Regions from separate parts of the Astyanax mexicanus genome. Here region 1 is linked to region 2. The links are chromatin contacts, called in public Hi-C maps. All regions are on one chromosome and are shown on one strand. Each heading gives the region's core, a stretch centred on a gene start, on an enhancer-like site or on the middle of the called end of the contact. The rest is flanking DNA. Distances are from core to core; before and after follow the strand shown. Region 1 overlaps zfhx3b (zinc finger homeobox 3b). Region 2 overlaps zfhx3b (zinc finger homeobox 3b).

Region 1 (5,806 bases), core at 1,755-4,254, 240 kb after region 2:
CCTGTACTCCATCCAGAAGCAGCCCGAGTTCACGGGCACTTTGGAGAAGTGAAGGTTTTTAGAGTTTTCTTTTATTTTTAACAGCGCGCGGAGTTGAATGTGAAAGTGTAAAAGTGTTAAACTATAGAAATGGAGATGGAAAAGGAGATATTCATTCAGCTCTGGCACTTTTTTAGACGCCGAAAGCTTAACGACAGCAGGGGAAGATTTGTACAGCTGTGTAAAGAGAACATGAAGCGTGACAGGCGTGGAGCTGCTCACATTTCTCCAATTCTCGCTCTACTCTTTTAATCAAGCTTGTTTAAATAAAATAAAGCGTGTTTTTATCCAGCTTTTGGCACGATTCTATTCTATTTTACACTGTTTTGCACGTCTCGTGCATGAACTTGAACTCTAAGCTTGCACGGGTGCATGAGATAGCCTGCACATTACCCTTTATTCAACACTAATACACTGAATAAAGATATTTTTTACGGTCATGCGAGATCGCAGAACTGATAGGCTACGTTTTTGACGTAAAGTCAAACCTGGTTAAATTCTTTAAAGCATTTACATGTTCTAACAAGCAAGTGTAGAGAGATGATCTGACAGAGCAGATGATAAGACAGAAATTTTAACCTTATTACAATAATAAAAAATAAAAAAACATACGAACAACTCTAAAGAATACCAAAGAAAAGCACCAGCTAGGTTTGTAGGTTTCAAGGTACCAATAGCCTAAATCCATACTTGAACTAAACTTGTTCAAACAAACACCAGGAGATACGTGTGATATCTTTATTTTCCTTCAATTCGGAAAACGCTTAAGGATTTAGACGTAAATGCATTTGTTCATTTATAAGTATTTTTATTTAACTAATTTTAGGAAAAAATACGTTGTAGCCCAAAATGCAAACGCACACAATCACACACACACATTACACATATATACACACACACAGAGATAAACCTTCACGAACATCAGCGAATAGTGTTACAAAAGAGGACAAGAAGAATAGTTCAGAAGAGTGTGTTCTGAAATCTGAAATCTAAAGGCTTGCACGTGCTAAAACAAAAATCTCCTTTAAATATGTTTCTAAGTCTTGTTTAGAAGCTATGTTTTAGCATGAATTTCATCTTTCATATTTTATTGCAAGCCAAATAAATGCACTAGAGCAGTTTGAGGAGTAGATCATCATGTTGACTTCCGTGTAGATTTAAAGTTTAGATCAAACCAGAGAAAATAAAAGCACAGCATTAATCAATTGTAATATTTTTTGTTTATTTATTTTTTATTTTTTGCCGGACACTGAAAGACTAATCGATATACTGCAGTAAGAAGTAAGTTTAGGAGCATCTATCTATCTGTAGGACCGAATGATGGGAGGTCTTCTCCTCCACAGGTTCCGCTCGAGCCTCAACATCTCGTTTCATCGTCTCCTGCTCTTGATGGTCACTTAAAGCGCCTTCTTTACTGAAACCAAAGCGTGCGTCCAGGGCCCCGGACCCCGGAGCCCTTTGTCATGATAATACCATTGTGGATTCACTTAAAAAAGCACAGTTCCTCTCCCCTCAATATGCACACTTTGCCTGCCTGCTAACAGCTCCAAGGCGCCCTAATCCCCCCAAACACAGCTAACCGGCTTACCTCCGCTCATTACATAACGCTTACTGGAAAAGAAAGTAATATCAAATAAATTCTATAATTTCTTTCTCTCATTAGCACAGCGAGAATGCACATGTATGTCCACATATCCATGTTGATATACTGTATACTGTTATATAAATATATATAGACTTCTGCATGAATGTTGAATGTTGTTAAGCGTTGAGTTTTTACTTTTGTTTTATGCAAGTGAATTCCATTTTATGCATGTAATTGCATTGATGCCACAAAAACTAAAACAAATAAAAAATAATAAATAAATCAGTGCATGTGTTGTTTTATGTTTATTTGTGTTTGTTTGTGCATCGTTTTATTTTATATTTATAAAGAAATTTACAACCACAACTTAAATGCTGCTGCATTGCATGGCTACGAACAAAAGCATTGAATCTCAATGTTTGTCAAAAGTCAAATGACATCTACGAAAAGTCAATACATAATGCATACACATTTCATGGTGTGTTGTGTATTTTGTGTATTTTTTTATTTATTTGATAATATTATTTTTAGTAATAATAATATAACGTATATAATTATAATTTGTATAGTGTGTTTTTGAAATATATACATATATTTTTTGTTTAAAAAAATTTGTCCATCCATCTTCGTTTGGTTCCTGCCATGGAATGAATGGACAGCAGTCCAGCAGTCTCGTATTGCAAAAAAAAAAAAAATAACACACAAAGAATACAACCTCCATTAAAAAAAAAATCTCCATATGCATGATGGACTTCTCTCCAGACATGCACGTGCTCGGCTATGGTCAACCAAAAAAAAGCAGAGAAGGATAAAGAATGGCTAGGATAGGGTAGGGGGGGTGGTTTTAGTGGTTTTAGGGGATGTTTGGGGGGTGGGGGTGCAGAGAGGCATAATGCATGCAAACAATGACAATATGCAACACAGCAGCACCCTGACCCCGCAAAAGAGTCGCCTTGAGAGTGGCTTGAAAGTGGCACGAGCTCGCGTGTGCGTGTGTGATTACAACAATGCATGCACAGTTTTTATTGTATTGTGCTACAGCACCATAGTCGACGTAGCATCGGTCGCGCGTTTTGGTTCAATGTTTGCGCAAAATAATAGACTTTACATACATTAGCACGTGCCATCTGTCACGCGCGAGCGTTAGGACCGGTAAAGGCGAGGAGAGGAGATGTTAAAAAAAAGGAAAGACAAAAAAGAAGAAAGGGAATAAAAGAAAGAGAGGGAAAAGGTGGAGTGACGGACGGTAACCGTGCGAGGCGCACGGAGATGCGCTCTGATTGAGGCCGGGGAGAGAGAGAGGCAGGTGGGGGGGAAACACTGGGACGCGCGCGCGCTGATCAGCCATGTGCCGGTCTCCTGGGAAAACGCAGGGGTGGGAGAGAGAGATTGTAAAAATGAATGGAGAGAAAATAGAGTGAGAGAGAGGATAGGAGGCCGGGGAGATAATAAAGAGAGGCCGGGGAGCTCGCGGAGGCTTTCTGAGGTGGAGAAGTGAAGAGGTATTGGAGCTATCCGTGCTAACCGATGGTAGAAATACCGACCTTACCGTGGCCCAATGTAGAGCTCTGGAAGCGTGAAGGCTATATGCTAGGCTACTGATAGCCTTGTATGAGCGCGTGGAAGCTAAAGGCCCAGGTAGTAGTGTATCACGTATACACACCTGCACAAATAAGAGAAAGATGAAAAGTGAAAAGTGAAAATAGCCGATTCTTTGCGGTTATAATGTGATTTTTAAATACTGAAAAAATAATTCTTTAATCATTTTTATTCTATGTCCTAGCAAAGACATTTACGTTTAGATAACGTTCTTGTTTTGGTGCCCACAACGTTGTCAAAACTATTTTATATTTTTCTAAAATATACTATGCCTTCTAGCTACATGATGGAAAAAGGAAGGCTCATGACCAAAAGCCAATGCCAGCAATGATCACAGATACATCTTTCAGAACGTTGTAGTAACGTTTTAAGACGGCAGAAAATGTTGGAACAATGTCCAAATGAACCTTTTTTATTACACTGAAGCAATGGTTTCTTGTTTGCTGTAGCCTATACCCAGCAAACATGGTGAGGTTGTGATCGGTCACGTTTTGCCAACACATTGCAATGTATGTCTTCTATTTGTAGAATATGTATAAACAAACACGATTTGAATTGTGAAAAGTTGTTAAAACGTAATGTAACGTAAGAATGAGATTGTAATAATGTTGTGACAACGTTTTAGAAAAATCAAAAACAACACAACATTTTTACAACATTGTAATTATAGTGTGCAAGAGAGTAGACAGCGTTATGACATGGCTGTTTGTTTGCTTATATTTATATTTTGTATAATTTGTATAGTATATATTTCAAATTTGGCACTCGTAGCTTTATTAAATAGTTCCTTTCTACTGCTGTCTGTTTTTACATGTATTCATCCATCTATCGTCCTGACTCTCTAAGCTAGCCTTAAAAGCTGGCGTGCTCCACAAACCAACAGACCGAACCAGCACTTTGGATCACTACATGGTCAATAAAAAATCTGAAATATGGAAATATAAGTTGGATCTGTAAAGCTTTAGCAGTGCATGTTACATGCAAAAAAACAAAAAATAATAAAAATCCCATACTAGTCTGACAAGCTCGTATGGTTCAAATCACATCCACTCCTTCACTTTGGAGTTATACCAGCCATATCAGCATGGACCACTTTATTTATTTTTTTCTTAGATTTTAAGTCACAAGGAGAAGGAGAATCACTATGGGACAAAAATAGTGAATAATTTCTGTTAGATATATTCTGAATTTCAGACTGATCATTCATTCACTAAGGAAGTCTTGAGTGCATCTTTTTTACGTGTTGATTTTTAAGAAAATGTGTTTATTTATTTGTATTTTCTATTTGATTTATCAGAAAGAAAGAAAAAACAACCGCTTTATTAGGGTGATGTGGGATCACGGATTTTTGTGTTGTCGGAACCAATGCTCTTTCTAACCTCATGCAGCGCGCGTGCCATTCTTGAATAATAAAGCCCCAAAAGCTCGCGGTGAGGAAATGAGAGCGGGTGAAACGCGTTTTCAAGATAAAAAGCAGCTGTCTGCCAACAGTGCCCAAACTTTATTAAAGCGACTATAGCATTTAGGTCGAAGGATTTGGATTTGGGGGACTGGGGTGGGGTGGATCCGGGGTGAGGGGTGGGTTGTGTTAATATAGAAAAAAACGCAGGATGGTCCACGTTGGTCTACAGTGTCTTTAAAAGATGTTGTTTTGTTTTTATTTTAGCGTATATTGATTTTATTGCCAGATTTTAAGATTTTATTTTTACTGCGTCTGAATTTATACAACATCTGCAAGTTTTAGAGTCTTTGACATAATTTGCATATTTGCATATCATATATATGACCGGATAAACCAGGCATAAGTTGCTGGTTAAGTAGCTCCAGCCTAATGGGCAACAGTTGGAGCCGCAGTTAAGTAGGAGGCAGGCGGCGGGGCAGGACTGTCCGGCCGTGGGCCCGACCGCTGGGGCCGGCCGGGGCAGGACGGGTTCCCAGGTGCAATGGCAGCGCCCTCTTATGTTCACTCCGGCCAAGGGCTGCTCCCTGCCCCGGGGGGCTACCTCTCTCCATCCCATCACGCCTCTACCCCTCAACAGCAGCCCCAAACAGACCGGCAGAAATTCAAGCCTTTTTAGTCTTCATTCCTAAAAAAAAACGAATTCAACCAAAAGAAAGTGCACGAGCTTAACCACTGCTTTATCACTTTCAGGTCAACGCGCACCAACCGACTGGTCTAAAGACAGTGAACAAATATCCTAAATATTCTAAAGACAGCATAAAAATATTAATAAATAATTCTCTAGAGTAGACACATCTGAGTGGACATCTCTGACCTGTCGAGCTGATTTAGAAAATCGTGGAGTTCCAAAGCTGCAGCAGCTTTTCTCCAAATCTGATTCTGCATTTAGTCGATTTACAATATGAAATTTTGGAGCCTATACATGTCTTGTCGTGCCAAAAAAAAAAAAAAAGTCATATCATATAAACGGACTTTAAAGGAGACCACAGTCTCGTGGCTACTGCCACCGAAAAAATAATAATAAACAAATATATAGAAATATAATACAGAGTAAATATGTGTCTCGATACATGAAAAAGGTGGTGGCTGTAAATATGGACAAATCAAACCAATAAGCACTG
Region 2 (6,076 bases), core at 1,324-3,823:
AAATATATTAAATATATATATATATATATATATATATATATATATATAAAAGGTGTAATTAGATAATGAGCAGCAGAATGAACACACGGATGGAGGCTGGAGGAGGTATGGAGGGAATAAAAAAAATGGTTCTTCAGTACTCTAGAGAAATAAACACCTCCCCCCTCCACAAAACCACCACCCCCCCACCCCTCCCTTCCTCCCTTCCTCCCTCCGCCCCCATCCCCCCCCCCCCCCCACCTTCCATCTAGACCAGACTGGGAACACAGGCCTTACCTGCGCCTTTGGTAAGCTCCTTCTCCCCCCCACTCTCTCTGTCTTTGGTTTGGTCCTCCTGGTCTGTGGTGGTCTCGCTGGCAGCCTCCACATCCTCACTCAGCTCTCCTGAAGGGGGAGGAGAAGATGGGGATATGTAAATCAGCCCTCCATCAGAATTGGTGGAAGCACTTAAAGGGACGGCGCCGTTTTTTTCTATAGGCGCACGCGACAATTCCGCTCGCCAGCCACGCGCCTACAAGGCTGTGAGAGGGGGGCGGGCTTAGCACGGTCCCCGCCTGTGCTGCATAATTAAGGCTGGGGCTTTCATTTACTTCATTATTATATATGTCTTATATATAATAATGTCTTATTTTTTTATGTTACTTTTTATATTATATATTTTTATTTTTTCATATGCTTTTTAAATTAAAAGCTTTAATTTGCTGTATAAGTGTATATAATATAATAAAGCACTTTAAATTGTCATTTGCCATTGTGTCTGAAAGGTGCATGTGTTTAGTATGTTTCATTTTTTCTCTTTTAATCTTTTATTAGTTCAAGTTCAATCTCAACTATAAATAGCTTACTATTTATAACACATGCATAATCATACACAGTGTAACATGAAGTGAAATGCTAAAATGATGACTGCCTAATTATAAAAAAAATGTTTTTTAAGATGTATGTACAGTAAATGCACCAAGAGAAAGAATAAATCTGTGCAAATTATTTATTTTACTATTTTTAATTTTAGCTTTTTTGTGCAATTTTTCCTTTATGTTTTTTTAAAGCACTTTAAAGTGCCCCTTTATATGAAAGGTGCTATACAAATAAACCATGTGTATAAACATTGACTATGTTTAGTATGTTATTTTTTATTTCTATTTTTTTATTAGTTCTAGTTTAAGCTCACTTACATATATAGTACAGACAACTTGCAATGAAATGCTTTTATGCATATATATAGCATATAAACTGTGTGAAATACAGAATACAGTATATATATATATAGAGGGATAAGTTATACAGTTAGTTGTCCGGTGCTTTCAGTAAGTGTTTTCTTTAAATAAAAAATACATAAGTAAAATTGAAAATTACATCTGGATTTTGTTTTATGACTTTATGAGTTATTCCCATTTATAAAAGCAGTGATTATTTTTGTTGCTTTTGTAATGATAATTATAGTCATTGTTACTGCCATCACTTTTATTGCTCTTTTTCTCTTCTTTTCTTTTTTTTTTCTCTCCTTTTTTTTTTCAATGACCCTCAACTCCAGGGTTATAATTCTTCATTTATGCAGGACCATGACACAAATATCTTTATGGCTTCCTCTGTTTAATACGTACATAAAACTGCAGAGAAACCGCACACATGTGGTAGAGACATACACATACAGGATTTTTTTTTCTTTCTCTTTTTTTTTCCGAAGCGGCCTAAAGTAAGTATGCAGACAGACAAAAAAAACTATCTCTCTCTCTTTCTCTCTCCCTCTCTCTCTCTTTCTCTCTTACTCTCTGACTCTATATCCATCTCTCTCTCTATCATTTGTCTGCTCTCTCTCTCCCTATATATATATATATATATATATATTTTTTTTCTCTCTCTTTTCTCTTTAGTACCTCTCGCCACACTCATAATTGCAGTCCCAGGCTGCAGTCCGCCGGGCTCTTTACCAATATTGGGCTCAGTTCGTTCCTAAAACGCAGGATAATGCAATATATAATCTATAAATATATATAAAAATCATAAATATTTAACGCCAAGCCCACAATTCATTCTGTTTTGCCAAGTCAAATGCAGAAATCCCCTGTAACCATCTTAAAAGCCCTCTGCTCGATATATCAGGCCATTTAAAAGCGGCAAACTCCCAACAATGGATCTCCAATAACGCCATGTGTAAGTAAGAGAGAAGATGCTGAAAAAAAGATAATAAAATGGGCCTCAATCTTTTTTTTATTCCTCCCCCGTGCCCCCATCTCCGCCACGCCCCGCCTCCCCACCCCCCCCCCCCCCCGCCCTCCCTCCGGCACCCCCTTTCCTGGCCCGTGTTTGTTTAAAAGTAGCATAGTGAGCACACTACCGCCATTGATCTGACAACACTAAAGTCTGCTCCAGTCAATACACCTTATCAGTTATTACACAAGTCAGCTAATTCTCAGCAAATGTACTTAAAATGTTCTTTTGAAAACGCCCCCCCCCCCTCTGCCAGCTCCACTCTATCAGGTGGGCTATTGATATATCGACGGGGCAACAACGGCTACTGAAATCTCCTGCTCAAATATTCATCCCCCGCGGTTAGCGCAGCCGGCACAAAAGCCGACGGTGTGAGAGAGAGAGAGAGAGAGAGAGAGAGAGAAAGAGAGAGAGAGAGAGAGACGCTCACTCCATCACTCCACTCAACCCCCCAAAACTTAAAACGTTAAGAACTTCTTACAGTCCGATAATGTTCCAGCCACTTAAGGACCCAGCGCACCATCTGAACCCCCCCACTCAATAGAGTACAGCAACCAATATACCAACAGCCAATACATCCAGTGCACTGTATACGCTGTACAATGCTTCACTTATAGGAGGACATACAGTCGCTTGAAACTCTTATTCACTCATTCATCTTTAAAGCGACAATCTGTAAGTTTTTGGTGAGAATGTGTACAGTAATTTCACAGAGCATGATAAAACAAAAAGTACTTTTAAAACGTGCATTGTGGTGCTGTCTCTGTTCAGAATGAATGAGTAAATGTATCTAGTGATTCAGTGAGGATTACATTGATCATTGGTCATAATATCCCTCATAATGCCCCCTCTCTTCACTTAGGAACACTATTAGTTTCAATTAAAACTAAAATTAAAAAATAAAAGGGGTATATAAACCCAATAACTCATTTTAATATGCATATGTTTCAACAACTGTCCACAAAAACATGAACCCCTTTTTTAGCTGTCTATAAACATAATTAAACACATAACTTTTTACCACTTCATATTTGGTAATGGTTAAAAGTATTGGGACACCTGCTCATCATTTTACACATAATTCTTCTAAAATCAATTTTATGCTAAAGAATTCGTCCTGGTTTTTGCCTCTGCTGTCCAGGAACTGCAATCCAGGCTTTCTATTAAGATTTAGAGCATTGCTGAGAGGATTTGATTGCATTCAGAGCAGTAAGAAAAGCAAAAGTGAGGTAAAAATGTCTAAAATCATACCATCCAGAATTGGATTGAGTTTTATCAATACTCTGGTTTTGTGCTACACAGCTAAATACTGGGTACTTCATACTATTCTAGCCCATGTTTGGCTTTAGAAAAGTCCTATTATATTGGTAGTACACAAGCTGTATGTGTGCATTTGCACATCTCGGAATGCAATGCATCTGAATGCATTCATTAGAAGCGGAAGGCCACACCACCAACATTTGGACATCTAGTGTACTTTATCTTTCAGATTCTCCGCTGGGAAACTCTAAACCAGCAGGCCTTCAGCATCTGAATGGCTTTTTGTGTTTTTCGCTGCAAAAAACACGCTAATCTGTGATTTGTTCGGCTGTTTAAATTACCGATGCGCTCGGCGAGCATGGCTCTGCAATCGTTTCCCAAAGCCCACAATCAGCGTGCTTCTTAAACTGGAGCGTTTCTTCTAGGCGTAAGAGTAATTAAAGACGATAAGACTAATGCTACAACAAAGAGCCAGCCATCCTCAGGCTACAAGGTTGCCAGATTGCCTGCGCTTCCCTCCTAACCCCAAATCTCTTCCTGCACTTTAACGAGACCACGTTAACCACCCTTCCTTTTTCAGCTGGGGAAAAGAAGAAAAGGAGAAGAGATGAAGTGTGAAATGAACCCAATTCCAGAATGTAAACTAGGATGACCAGACTAAATGTTCTCTATTGTCTGAATGTGGCTTCTTTTTGAGAGATTTCTATTTTTTTTAATAAAATGTTCAGGATTTTTTGTTGATTTAAGTCCTGCCACAATTGGTCTGCTTCTGTATATTGGGGATGCTCTAAATATTTGGTGAAAATGGCAAAGAGCTTTCCCTGTTTGGCCAGTAAACTGGAAAAGACTATATAAGACAATGATGGTTACTTTGTAAAGGAAGACAAAACTTAGGCTACTACATTTTTTTATACATATATTTATAAGATTTTCACATTACAAAGTTTGCCACAGTATTAACATCAACAGTGCTATTGCAATTCAAACAGAAATAACAAAACAGAACACAATAGAAAAAATATCCATATCCTAAAGATAACATTAGAGGGCACACTGCAAAAGTTGACATGCATACAGCAGTCCTATTCAATTCAATTTAATGTGATAAAATTCAATAAAATTCAATAAAATTTATAAAAATCTACGAAAAACCATGTCTAGCATTTGGCCTTCAACCAATTTATTTTGTTTAAAATAAACAGAAATAAGTTTTAGAAAGAAGTCCTCTGGTTTCACCTTAAAGAACTCAAGTGGGCAAAACTTATACATTTTCTAAAAAAAAAAAAAAAAAAAAAAGCCCCCCCCCCCCCCCAAAATTGCATTTTAAATCAATAACCAAATCAAAAAGTGATTTTTTTTTCTAATGACATTTAGTTTAGTTTTAATTTTTTTTTAATTTTGCAATTTAAGTTTTTTTTTTAAGTTTTTATTTATTAATTTCTTACTTCCTGCTTCTGAGCTGTTCAGACACTTCTTTGCATAGCTCCTCGCTTAGCTCTTTTTCTTCCATACTTTTCTTTATTTTCAGAGGTTTTAAGAGCCTTTTCAGAAAATTTTGGTACTTTTTACGATAGAGCTACAGACACAGGAATCTCCTGGTGGCTACCAACGAGGAAATCTACAAAATGCCTCTTTAAAATTTAGAGCGACATGTGCTGTCAGAAGTGCTACAGTCTTCTTCAAAAGATGGCTGTTAGTCAGGCTTGTTAGTAGTTCTGGTCATTGAGTAAATGTTGATGATTTTCTTATTTGCATTAGCATACTGTAGTTTGTAGCATGGATTTAAAGGTGGTATATCTTACTCCCACCCTCTTACCCACACACACCCTCTCACACACAGACACTGCTACTGTCCCAACGTCCCACCCTTCCAACATAAGACCACTGGAAGCTCTGAGGATCTCTGTAGAAGTCTATGACTGTGGTCAGCGTCTAGCTAAACAGATGGTCTGTGTTCTGAGTGCTAAGCGCCGTTGCCCGCTCTCTTATTCCGAAGTCGATTGGTGTTGTTCTAAAACAAAGTGGTTCAATAGCGAACATCCAGGCAGCGCTCGCAAACTCGGGTTCGATACTCTGCTGCTCCGCTCGCTGCTGCTGCTGCTCTCCCGTTCAGAGCGGAGGAAGCACCTTCGGCTCCGCAAACGATGCCGGTATGGATTATGTTGTTAGGCCTTATTGCTCGGGGCGGACTGATCCTGTGTTTAAACGAAGGTATTTAAGTGGAATGACTGGCTCTCCAGTAAAAGCGCCCGTTTAAGTGTTCCCCAGATCCCAATAGCTTATGCTATATATATGGCTTTTATTCTTTCATAAATGTGCATGTTTCTATTATGTTTCCAAGGCAACCGGCGATTTCCGCCGTACGCTGGCTGTCCTCGGCCTGACTGGGGGAAAGCGGGGAGCTTCAGCGAGAGCCCTGGTTAACTAGAGCCTGCGGAAATCCACCTCGGCTGGGTGCGGCATATTAGAATATGCTGCTGGAGGAGAAGCAGAAGAACCCAGATTACACCATAATCCTACCTGTGGACCATCTGAGCGCTGCATGATTAAATCCTACCTTCCTATTCGCATAGATACTCTCTATATACTGTATCTCTACTTAATT

What was found. A called contact is a pair of places that touch in the nucleus more often than the background predicts.
Region 1: a contact with region 2 is called in a Hi-C map of muscle, with 16 times the contacts expected there. The contact joins two enhancer-like sites. A contact is called at or near these places in 2 of 3 Hi-C or Micro-C datasets (both in muscle).

Annotation. Positions count from the first base shown.
Region 1 is chr16:37,469,002-37,474,807 of AstMex3_surface, forward strand. All of the region lies in intron 4 of zfhx3b (zinc finger homeobox 3b), which reads right to left. Among protein-coding and RNA genes, the nearest start is that of LOC125782270, 60 kb to the right of the region's middle. Within about 2 kb of position 3,005, the one cell type or tissue checked has an H3K27ac peak away from gene starts, as active enhancers do.
Region 2 is chr16:37,228,493-37,234,568 of AstMex3_surface, forward strand. The region is part of intron 7 of zfhx3b (zinc finger homeobox 3b); the gene reads right to left. Among protein-coding and RNA genes, the nearest start is that of LOC125782268, 73 kb to the right of the region's middle. Within about 2 kb of position 2,574, the one cell type or tissue checked has an H3K27ac peak away from gene starts, as active enhancers do.